Regions from separate parts of the Sus scrofa genome. Here region 1 is linked to region 2. Evidence: chromatin contacts called from public promoter capture Hi-C data. All regions are on one chromosome and are shown on one strand. The core of a region is the stretch at or near the end of the contact, and the rest is flanking DNA. Distances in the headings are between cores, read along the strand shown.

The links. Promoter capture Hi-C pulls out the DNA fragments that hold promoters and counts their contacts.
Region 1: a contact with region 2 is called in a promoter capture Hi-C map of fetal liver, with 2.4 times the contacts expected there. The contact joins the enhancer-like site here to the promoter of USF1 in region 2. A contact is called at or near these places in 1 of 5 promoter capture datasets (fetal liver), 12 of 47 Hi-C or Micro-C datasets (alveolar macrophages, embryonic fibroblasts, fetal liver and 5 more) and 2 of 2 datasets of contacts at active chromatin or transcription factors (alveolar macrophages and skeletal muscle).

The regions. Positions count from the first base shown.
Region 1 is chr4:89,442,629-89,447,770 of Sscrofa11.1, reverse strand. F11R (F11 receptor) reads right to left here. Exons shown (of 10, transcript NM_001128444.1): 2 at 2,323-2,391; 3 at 2,043-2,150; 4 at 1,681-1,827; 5 at 1,183-1,385; 6 at 904-1,006; 7 at 660-767; 8 at 430-442; 9 at 83-131. Among named protein-coding and RNA genes, the nearest start is that of F11R, 20 kb to the right of the region's middle. Within about 2 kb of position 3,075, at least 9 of the 83 cell types and tissues checked have an H3K27ac peak or open chromatin away from gene starts, as enhancers often do. A contact at or near this core is called in fetal liver, retroperitoneal adipose tissue and subcutaneous adipose tissue, where this site is marked.
Region 2 is chr4:89,393,510-89,397,987 of Sscrofa11.1, reverse strand. It overlaps USF1 (upstream transcription factor 1), which reads right to left and starts at 2,793. Exons shown (of 11, transcript NM_001190245.1): 1 at 2,703-2,793; 2 at 592-684; 3 at 179-228; 4 at 1-21. The coding sequence starts at 599. ARHGAP30 (rho GTPase-activating protein 30) reads right to left here. Exons shown (of 11, transcript XM_021089545.1): 11 at 3,798-4,478.

The sequences.
Region 1 (5,142 bases), core at 1,826-4,325, 50 kb before region 2:
GGATATGTATAAACACAGGTTAGAAACCCCTCACTTTGGCTGGGAGGCCCCCCAACCCCTGCCCCAGGGGGGGCATACTCACTTCACTTCGAGCAGTGGGTTGGCTGTAAATCACCTTCTTACTGGAAGTCCTATAGACAAGCCAGAAGATGGAGACACTCAGTCCCCTTGTCTCTGTCCTCAATCTCTGCTTGCTAACGTTCAAGGCCAGGACTGAGAACTTCACAGAAGCACTGAGTTCTCAGTAGGGGGGGGGTTGGGTGGAGGGAGAGGGGACAGACACAGGGCACAGTGGTCAGGGAACACCAGTGTCTTTCCTACCAGGCTGGTTGCCTTCACCTCCAACCCCTTTCCCTGGCCATCTGAGCTCCAAACCGTACACATCCATGTTCTCAACCTCAGAGAGCCCCAGGACAGCAGCTCACTCACCCTTTCTTTGCTCCTGAAAAGAGAGGAAATGGGACCATGAGTGTCTGCAGGGTAGAAGACAGCATGGCACACAGGAAGAAGGGGGACCTAGTGTTGCGGCCCTGAGATATGGGTGACTGGTGATCCCTGGGAGGTAACCCCACCACACACGGGTTCAGCATCAAGTCAGTACTCAGGTGGCACCAAGAGCCAGGCCCTGGGAGGGAGAGCCTTTGAGGGCAAATACTTACTGTCAAAGTAGCCGCGGCTGTAGGCGAACCAGATGCCAAAAATCAACACTCCGAGGAGAATGAGTGTGACAAGGACAGCTGCCACGATGCCGCCCACATTCAGTTCCGCTATGAGACACAAATGAGACGTCAGGCCCTGAATGCTCACCCATGGTCCCGACAACACTGTTAAAGCCAGGATGGAAAGGAGACCCCAGTCCCCATCCCGGGTCTGAGCACAAGCCCTGGCCATGCCCTCACTCACCAGCTTCCATGTGCACAGTATCTGATCTCATGGGTGACCCATACCCATTCTGTGCCTCACAAGTGTAATCTCCAGCATCAGAGGCCGACACAGGATCAAAGATCTGGAATGCAGAAGGGGAATCAGCTTTCTGCTTAAAGAAGCCAAGTACCTGTCTTTCACACCTCCTGACCCTAATGCCAAGCTCACCTTGTTGCCTGCTCTTCTTTCCCACCATCAGGGGTTCTATAACCCTCTGCCTCCCAGACCACACACCTTTTACCCCATTCCCATCCATACCAGCTCCCCTGTCTTCGGATTCAGGCTATAGGAAGAGTTGATGAAGGCACGGTTGCTCTTGGGCTCTGTAGGCATCAATACCCCATCCTTGAACCAGAAGTATTCAGAGGGTGGGGAACCATCTTTCTCTGAGCAGGTCAGCACAGCCCGGTTCCCGATGGTAGCAGAGGAGGGAACACTGATTGTAGGCTTCGATGGAGGCACTGGGAGGGAGACAAGGTACTGATCACAACAAGGGCAGGAGGGCTGCCCGAAGGTGAAGTCATTGACTAGCATGACACCCCCATCCACCAGCTCTAGCCTCCCTCCCTTACTATGCCCTTTGTTCCCCCCCGTCCCAACCAGGGGCTTATCCCCCTTCTCCGACAGCCCTGGACCCTGAATCCTCCCACCCATGAGCATTCTCACCATCAGTGAGCTCCAAAGCTTAGCAGAGCTTGCTAAGAGTTTAGGGAAGGGACAGACTGCAAGCCCACATAGAAGACCTATGGCACGTACCAAGCACAATGAGGTTAACAGTGACTTCCCCGTAGGTGTTGCCGCCTTCGTCAGAGACCATACAAGTATACGTCCCTGTGTCTTTCCTGGTCACAGAATGGAAGGTGATGCCACTAGCCGAGAAGGTAACTCGGTTCTCATAGGAAGCTACCAGGAGAGAGGAAGCAGGGCCGGGGGCAGTGAGCTGAAGAGCTAAGAGACACAGGTGCCGGCGGCCCCCAAGGCACAAGGGGCCCTCTCCTTCCCCCAGGAAGGGCGATCGGGAGGCCATGGGACTTGAGCATAACCTTCCCCTGGAATCCAGGCACAATCAATCAATCCCTCTACTGCCCAGGCAGGCAGCAAAGAGGTGAGCAACTCACCTGTGATCTTGTTGTTATAGCAGACGAGGCTGGTGATGTCGCCATGGGTAAATTTCCACTCCACACGGGGAGAGGAGAACCCGGAGTAGGAGCAGGACAGCTTGGCAGCTGCAGACAGGACCAAGGTGAAGGCGAAGAAGGAACAGCCAGAAATGGAGAAGATGGGGAAATGGCCCCAGTCCACAGCCTGGGCTGGATGTTCCCCAGGGGTCTCTCTGCAGGTGCTCACCTCCCTTCCCCCAACCCCCCACCACCCTCCACAGACCCTCTCCCAACTCACGTTTGTTCTCAGCAACTCTGACTTCTGGTTCAGAAGTGTACACTGCACCCCTGCCCAACGTCAGGGAGCCTGAGAAGAAGACGAGTGGGCCCATTAGGAGTTGACAGAGGGAAGAGCAGTCCCAGCTGATGGGGCATCTAGGGCTGAGACCCCAAGATCAAGGGATTCAAGAGATTCAAGCTCCTCTCTCTCTATAATACTTCTCATCAATATTCTAAATATTCTCTCTCTCTCTCTCTCTCTTTTCTGCTTGTTATGGTCATACCTGTGGCATATGGAAGGTTCACAGGCTAGGGATTGAATTGGAGCTGCAGCTGCCAACCTACACCACAGCCACAGCAATGTGGGATCCTAGCTGAATCTGCGAGCTACACCACAGCTCACAGCAACACTGGATCCTTGGCCTCCTTAACCCACTGAGCGAGGCCAGGGATTAAACCCACATCCTCATGGATACTCGCTGAGCCACAACAGGAGATTCCTGCATATTCTCTTTAAATGCTTTTTGCTCTAATTGCCAATACTTCCTTTATCAATGGAAATAACCTATTTCTTTCAAATGTGATTTCTTTCATTCTTTAACATTTTTCCCTCTGAACCCCCAATAACCTAATTAGAGTCCTACAAGTCCAAAGGCAGCTTCCCAAATGACATTTCATGGTTCAGAGAAAGCTTCTCAACAAATAATTGCAGTCACTTGTCAGACAATCCTGGCAGGAGGCCAGCAGAGCTGGAGGCAAGGGAGGGAAGGAAAGGGCGGAGCGACAATAGGATAATAATAACACTCGACATTTGTGGGGCATTTTGTGCTTTGTGTTTTCATATACACCGTATCATTTGATCCTTGAAGGAAGCAGGACAGATCAGCAGGACAAGTATTACCACCCCAATTTTACATGAGGAACCGAAGCACAGAAACGTATCTAAGATCACACAGCTGGTTCTGGTCCAGAAGTGGGCTCAGATCCGCTCATTAGAATCTCCTCCTGCCCAATGGAGAAGGGAAGGAGAAGGCAGTGGGTAGTGGGGGTGGAGAGAGGAGGTGAGAAGAGGCCAGGCTAATTAAATAACACAATAGGAAGAAGGCAGCAGGGTCCACAGGAGGCCCCACACACTCCAAAATAAGCAGCCGTGAGGATTCTGGGATGGTGAGATAATCACCAACCCGCACTGACACAATTACTCTCATTCATGTTTTCAAAGCTCACACTCACGAAAGATGCTTTATTTACAGCTTTACGTCAAAGTCCTGCCTTCCTTAGATAAGTGCAAGCACATCTGTTCAACGCAAGTACATTTTTCCTTTATTAAATTACTCACATAACTGAATAGGTCTCTTGACCCCTGAGACTGTTTTCTCATCTGAAACATAAAAGGTTTGAACTAGATGTTCTCTGTGATCCTTTAGGTTCTTTCTTTTTCTTTTCTGGTTGGTTTGTTTTCCTCTTTTGGCCTAAATATTTAGAGAGTGCTTTTACATACATTTATTTCAATTTCATACGACAGCACTGAATTTGTCAGGGTATGTTTTACAGATGAGAAAATTGAGTGTCTAAAAAGTTAAATGGGAGTTCCCATCGTGGCTCAGTGGTTAACGAATCCAATTAGGAACCATGAGGTTGCGGGTGCGATCCCTGCCCTTGCTCAGTGGGTTAACGATCCAGCGTTGCCATGAGCTGTGGTGTAGGTTGCAGACGTGGCTCGGATCCCGAGTTGCTGTGGCTCTGGCGTAGGCCAGTGACTACAGCTCCGATTTGACCCCTAGCCTGGGAACCTCCATATGCCGAAGGAGCAGCCCAAGAAATGTCAAAAAGACAAAATAAATAAATAAATAAATAAATAAATAAATTTAAATGGCTGATCCAAGTTTTCACAGCTGGCAAATGGCAGAGCTGAGATTAGCATACAGGCTACTCCCCTTTTTCCTTATATTTGTATACACCATGCTACTTCTTAGAAAAGCCACTAGTTTAGCAAACCGTGTAACTAAATGTCATTCTTTTAAGAAATCAGGTCCTAGGAGTTCCTGTCTTAGCTCAGTGTAAAACAAATCTGGTTTGTATCTATGAGGACACAGGTTCAACCCCTGGCCTCACTCAGTGGGTTAAGGATCCAGCATTGCCATGAGCTGTGGTGTAGGTCACAGAAGTGGCTCGGATCCCAAGTTCCTGTGGCTGTGGAGTAGGCCACTGGCTACTGCTCCAAACCTCCATATGCCGCAGGTACGGCCTAAAAAGACAAAAAATTAAAAAAATAAAAAATAAATAAATAAAAGTCAGGCCCTGGAGTTCCCATCAGGGGGCCGTGGGTTAAGAATCCAACCTCAGTGGATCCAATCCCCAGCCTGGCACAGTGAGTTAAAGGCTGCAGCTGTGGCTCGGATTCAATCCCTGGCTCGGGAACTTCCATGTGTTGTGGGTTCAACCAAAAAAAAAAAAAATTACTGGTAATGAAATGCTTTGATTTTTTTTTGCCCAAGTCAGCTTTCTTTGCTTTGATGATGGAACTTTAGAGCAAGAGGCAAGATGGCAGAGTAGAAGGACTCAAGCTAACCTCCTCTTATGAAAACCACCAAAATTACAGCGAAGTGCTGAACAACCATCAACAAAATAGACTGGAAGGCTACCAAATAAGATTCTTGGGGAGGGAGCAGGTTGGACAGGGAGTCTGGGATTACTAGATGCAAATTATTACATTTAGAATAGATAAGCAATGAGGTCCTGCTGTATAACACAGGGATCTATATATCCAGTCTATCTTGGGATAGAACATAAAGGAAGATAATATGAGAAAAAGAATGTGTGTGTGTGTGTATGTATA
Region 2 (4,478 bases), core at 1,544-4,043:
CCTCCCCAGTTGCCACCGCACCTGAATTAAAAGGAAAAGTCTGTGAGTTACTGCCTTTTCCTCTCTGTTCCACCTACGTGTCATTTAGAAGAAGGTTACACAAGTGATGGGCCCATGGGGTGGGGGAGAGGCCCCAGTGGGCTCTTGGTCTTAGCTCAGTTCTGTTTCTCCCACTTACCTTCCTGAATCTGCACTGTCCCCTCTTCCGTTTCAGCTGTTTTCTGCTGCCTGTTTGTGAGGGGACAAAAAAATATGGGAAAAAGTGAATGAAAAGCTCACTGGCCCAATAACATATGGCTCCCAAACTCACTGGCACTCCCAGCAGATGCTCGGTTAGGTCAGAATAACAAGAGCTAGTATTTATTTAGTGCTGAGCTAAGCACTTAACAGGCAATATCTTACTTAGTACTAAGAACAGCACTGTGTGGTAGGTAGCACTGCCTGCATTTTATAAACAGGAAACCAGATCACATAGCTAGGTGATGGAGCTGGGACCTAAATCTAGGTCTGCCTGACTCCAGAATCAGTGCTCTTAGCCATTTTGCATTCTCCCAGGCCTCCCAAACCAGACCCTACCTCTTCTTCACTCACCCCTTCATCTCTCTGTGAGGGGGCACATCCGAGGAACTGGTCCTTCTTTGGAAGTCTTCGTATCTCCTGCCTCACAGGCCTGAGTGCTAAGTCCTGGTAGAAATCAGGAAGTCTAGTGAGTCTAAGAAACTGGAAGTCTCCTCTTTCTAGAACTAGGCTCCATGAAGACACATCCAGGAACATAAACCAATCATCTGCAGGGGACAATCAGCTTTCTCCATTCTGATGCTGAAGACTGTCTACAGTGACTGAAAGAGCAATTATATGAATAGTGTTTCTCGCCCCTCCAATTATCACTCCAACTCCTGATGGAGAAGAGATAATTATACTGAAAGACTAAGAAATAACGTATTTCTGGATGGATTATTATTAAAGCTATCATGATCTGCCATGACATGGAGATTAGAAGGACCATGTTTAGACCACAGCTATCAAAAAACACAAGGTCTTGGATGTTGATGCTTCTTCCCACTTCTCAAGCATATATTGTACATCAAGAAATTCCTGTCCTCAAATCTAAGAAAGGGAAACCTGAACCCACTGGAGAACCTCCAGAACCATAAAAGACCAGATTTGGCCCTTGGGCATCATTCTACTGACAGGGCTCTTGTTTTGGGAGTCCAGATTTACCTCATTCATTAAAGACCCTAAAGCCCAAGTGTATCCTCTTCAAGCCCCTTCTATTTTATTCACTAAGCCTTCCTGTAGAACAACACAGTTGCTAAAATGTTGCCATGACAACTCCAAATCAACCAAGCCTCAGCAAGAAGAGGGAAACTCCAGGTTCAGGGTTTGGAAGAAGAGATAATGGAGGAAGAATCCATCTAAGAGGTGCCTGCCTTACAACCCTGACACTGAAGTTCTCTTGCGGCACAGCGGTAAGGATCCAGCAGCAGTTGTCACTGCAGTGGCCTGGGCTGCTGCTGCGGTGCGGGTTCAACTCCCGTCCTGGGAACTTCCACATGCCCGCCCCCACCCCCTGCTAGGCCAAAAGAAAAAAAAAAAAAAAAAAAAAAAAGACCCTGACACCCAGTGGGGGTAAGTGAGGGTGGCGGCGGCAGGAAAAACAAAGGGCTGAGAAGACAGATGCCTCTAGAAAGAAATAGCAATATAGTACAAAGCAATAAGTAATCCCGACAGGAAAGGGGTAAGATTTTTTTAAGTTCTCTACCTGTAAGGGTCTCCCAAACCTTTATCTTCAGCGGTTAAGTCATGGAAAGCCCATATCCAAAGTGTTCACAAAAAAGAAAAAAAAAGGAACTGAAAATGAAACTGTCCGGAGCAAGTAGCGCTGCAATTAAGATCCGGTCCCTAAGGGGGAAGTAGCACCAGTATTTCGGGACCACCTACCTCTCCATCCTCGAACGTACGGAGGAAGTGCCCCTCTGAAGCTTGCTGCGCTGACAGCAGAAGGAAGCAATGAAACAAGAGGGCAGGGCAGAGGAGGCGTCTCTATGGCCCACAGCTGTCAGCCGGGGCAGCCTCTGAGGACGCCCAGCAACGGGGTCAAGATACTTATTCAAATCTTAGTAGGGCATCCAGAAGCATTTCCTGAGCGTTAGGGGTATGCGACAGGAAAGTGGGATAGGATGTCGTAGCGTGCACGCTCAGGCAAAGGGGGGGGGGGGAGAGCCCTGGCTAAGTCTGGACACAAAGGGAAAATAATCAAGTCCCCAAAGAAGGCTGGCGCCTAGACCTTGCCTGAGAATGCGGCGTCTCCCTGCAGGCCCATCAAGCAGTAGGCGCTTAAGAGCTGAGCGCCGGTCGGGCGCGAGCCCAGGAGCCCGCGCCGTGACCCGTCCAGCCCGGCCCGTCACATCCCGAGACCCCGCTGCTCCGCAGAGGCAGGAATTGAGGCCGGGGGTTCAGCGGATCCCGTGGTCTTGGCCCCGCGGCCCGCGGCTGCCATCGAAGGAGAGCGCGCCCGGGGGCGGGGAGTGAGTTCGGCCCACAAAAGGGGGTAGGAGATAAAGATCAGGCACGGCCCCCTCCCTCCAAACAAAAGCTTCCGCCCCAGGAGTTTCTGGACCTAAAAAACGGAAATAAAATCGAAGCTGCTCTCCCCCGCCTGCCCACCCAGTCTCCAGACTCTCGTCGGGTCCTGCACTCACCAGCCAAGGCCGCCGCAGGCTCCTATTTCCCTGGACCGAGTTCTCCCTCTCTCGACTCGGGTAGCTCCTTGGACAGCTGATCATGCGCACTACCGGCTCACAGCCATGTTGGTGAGGGGCGGAAGTGTCTCCTCCCGTCCGCCCAGCCTACACAGCCTCTGTGCTGCCCCACTTCCGTTCGCTCCATCTTGCCGGGGGCTGAAGGATGCGAGCGTGTTGGAGGTGTTGCTGGGGTGGGGAAGAAGCCACGACCGGGGATCCTTGGAGAATGACACTGAAGTCCTAGTCGCTCTAGCAAGGACGGAAGAAAGACGACTAACTTGGTGCTACTATTTTTCTGCTGGACAGGGCCTTTTTAGCTCCAGGAGAAGGGCGTGAGAGAGGCCAGCTTGGATCAAGCGAGGGACATCGGATGGAGGCGCCATCTTTAACAAGGGCTCTTTGGGAGGCCATCTTGGATCAGTATACCTGTTTGTGGTTGCTTATTAGACATTAGGACATAGCTGGTATAAATAGATCTGGATATACTTATTTGTATTAGGGTTAGAAGGCACCTAAAGACCCTCCAGGGCTTCCAGTTTTTGAGAGGCTCACAGTTTCTGGGAGAGGCATCTTGATTCCCATTCTTTTTCAGTCAAGACCTACCCTCAAGTTGCGGGGGCGGTAATGAGACGAGTTCAGAGCCTGGAGCCAGACAAACTCGGGTCTCAGACCTAACTCTGCCACTTCTTGGCTCTGAAACCTTTGGCAAACCTTTTGACTTAATTTAGTTTCCTCATCTGTGAAATGGATTTACCTGTACCAACCTTTTAGAATTATTAAGTGGATTCAGAAAAATCAGGAGCATAGACTATGTGCACATAGAATACCTAGCCTTTACTGGCACATAATGAGCATTATGCAAATATAAGTTTCTCTTCCGCATTTCCTGACCACCATGAACCCAGCTCTAGTTTCCAGCCGCAGGTCTCTATGGCAACAACTGAGGAAGAGCACCCAAACAATAAAAGCAGAAAAGACAACGAATGGTCAAATATTTGAAAATATGATACCTGTCACTCAAGACTTTAATAAGAGTAATGAAACTCCACACTATTTACGTGTAAAAATACAACTTTTATTATGAGACATTGCCCCTTGGGATTCGTGGCCCCCAGCCTATCCAGACAAGTAGTCCCAGGGTGTAAGTGACATCATTCCCCTTCCCTGAAATAGGAAGTTATTCCGAAGGGAAAAGAAGAGGGCAGAGAGATCTGTACAAGACCTCTCTGTCTTGAGATGCAGGGAGGCAGAAAGTAGGGGAGCTAGGAAGGGAGCCTGTCCCTCCAACAAATACTACAGGGTTCAAAAAGTTTCTTGGACATGTTCCTCCTAAGCTGAGGAGCAGGAGGCGTTTAACAGCCCCAAAGTAGAACAAGGATGGGTAACTCTAGAAGTGTTTGTGTATAATAAGCTCCGATATGGCCCTGACCTCTGCCTTTACCCTGGACTTCCATGAAGAGAAGTTCATTGCCTCAGAGGATGGCAGGAACTTGGCTGGAGTTCCCCCGTCATTCTTCACTTTGAGAAACCTGTAAGTTTTTCTACCTACTCTTTGTTCCCTTTGGCCAATGACCCCACTCTCTGGGAACAGGATCTTGGTGACTCTTTCTGGAATCTCCTAAGGGATAAGTGCTTTGTGTCTGAGACAAGCTCAAGTAAACAGAGATAGTGCCTCTCACAGTCAAAGAGAAACTGGAGGGCCAAAACCTATAGGGTTGGGCACTACAGCTACTC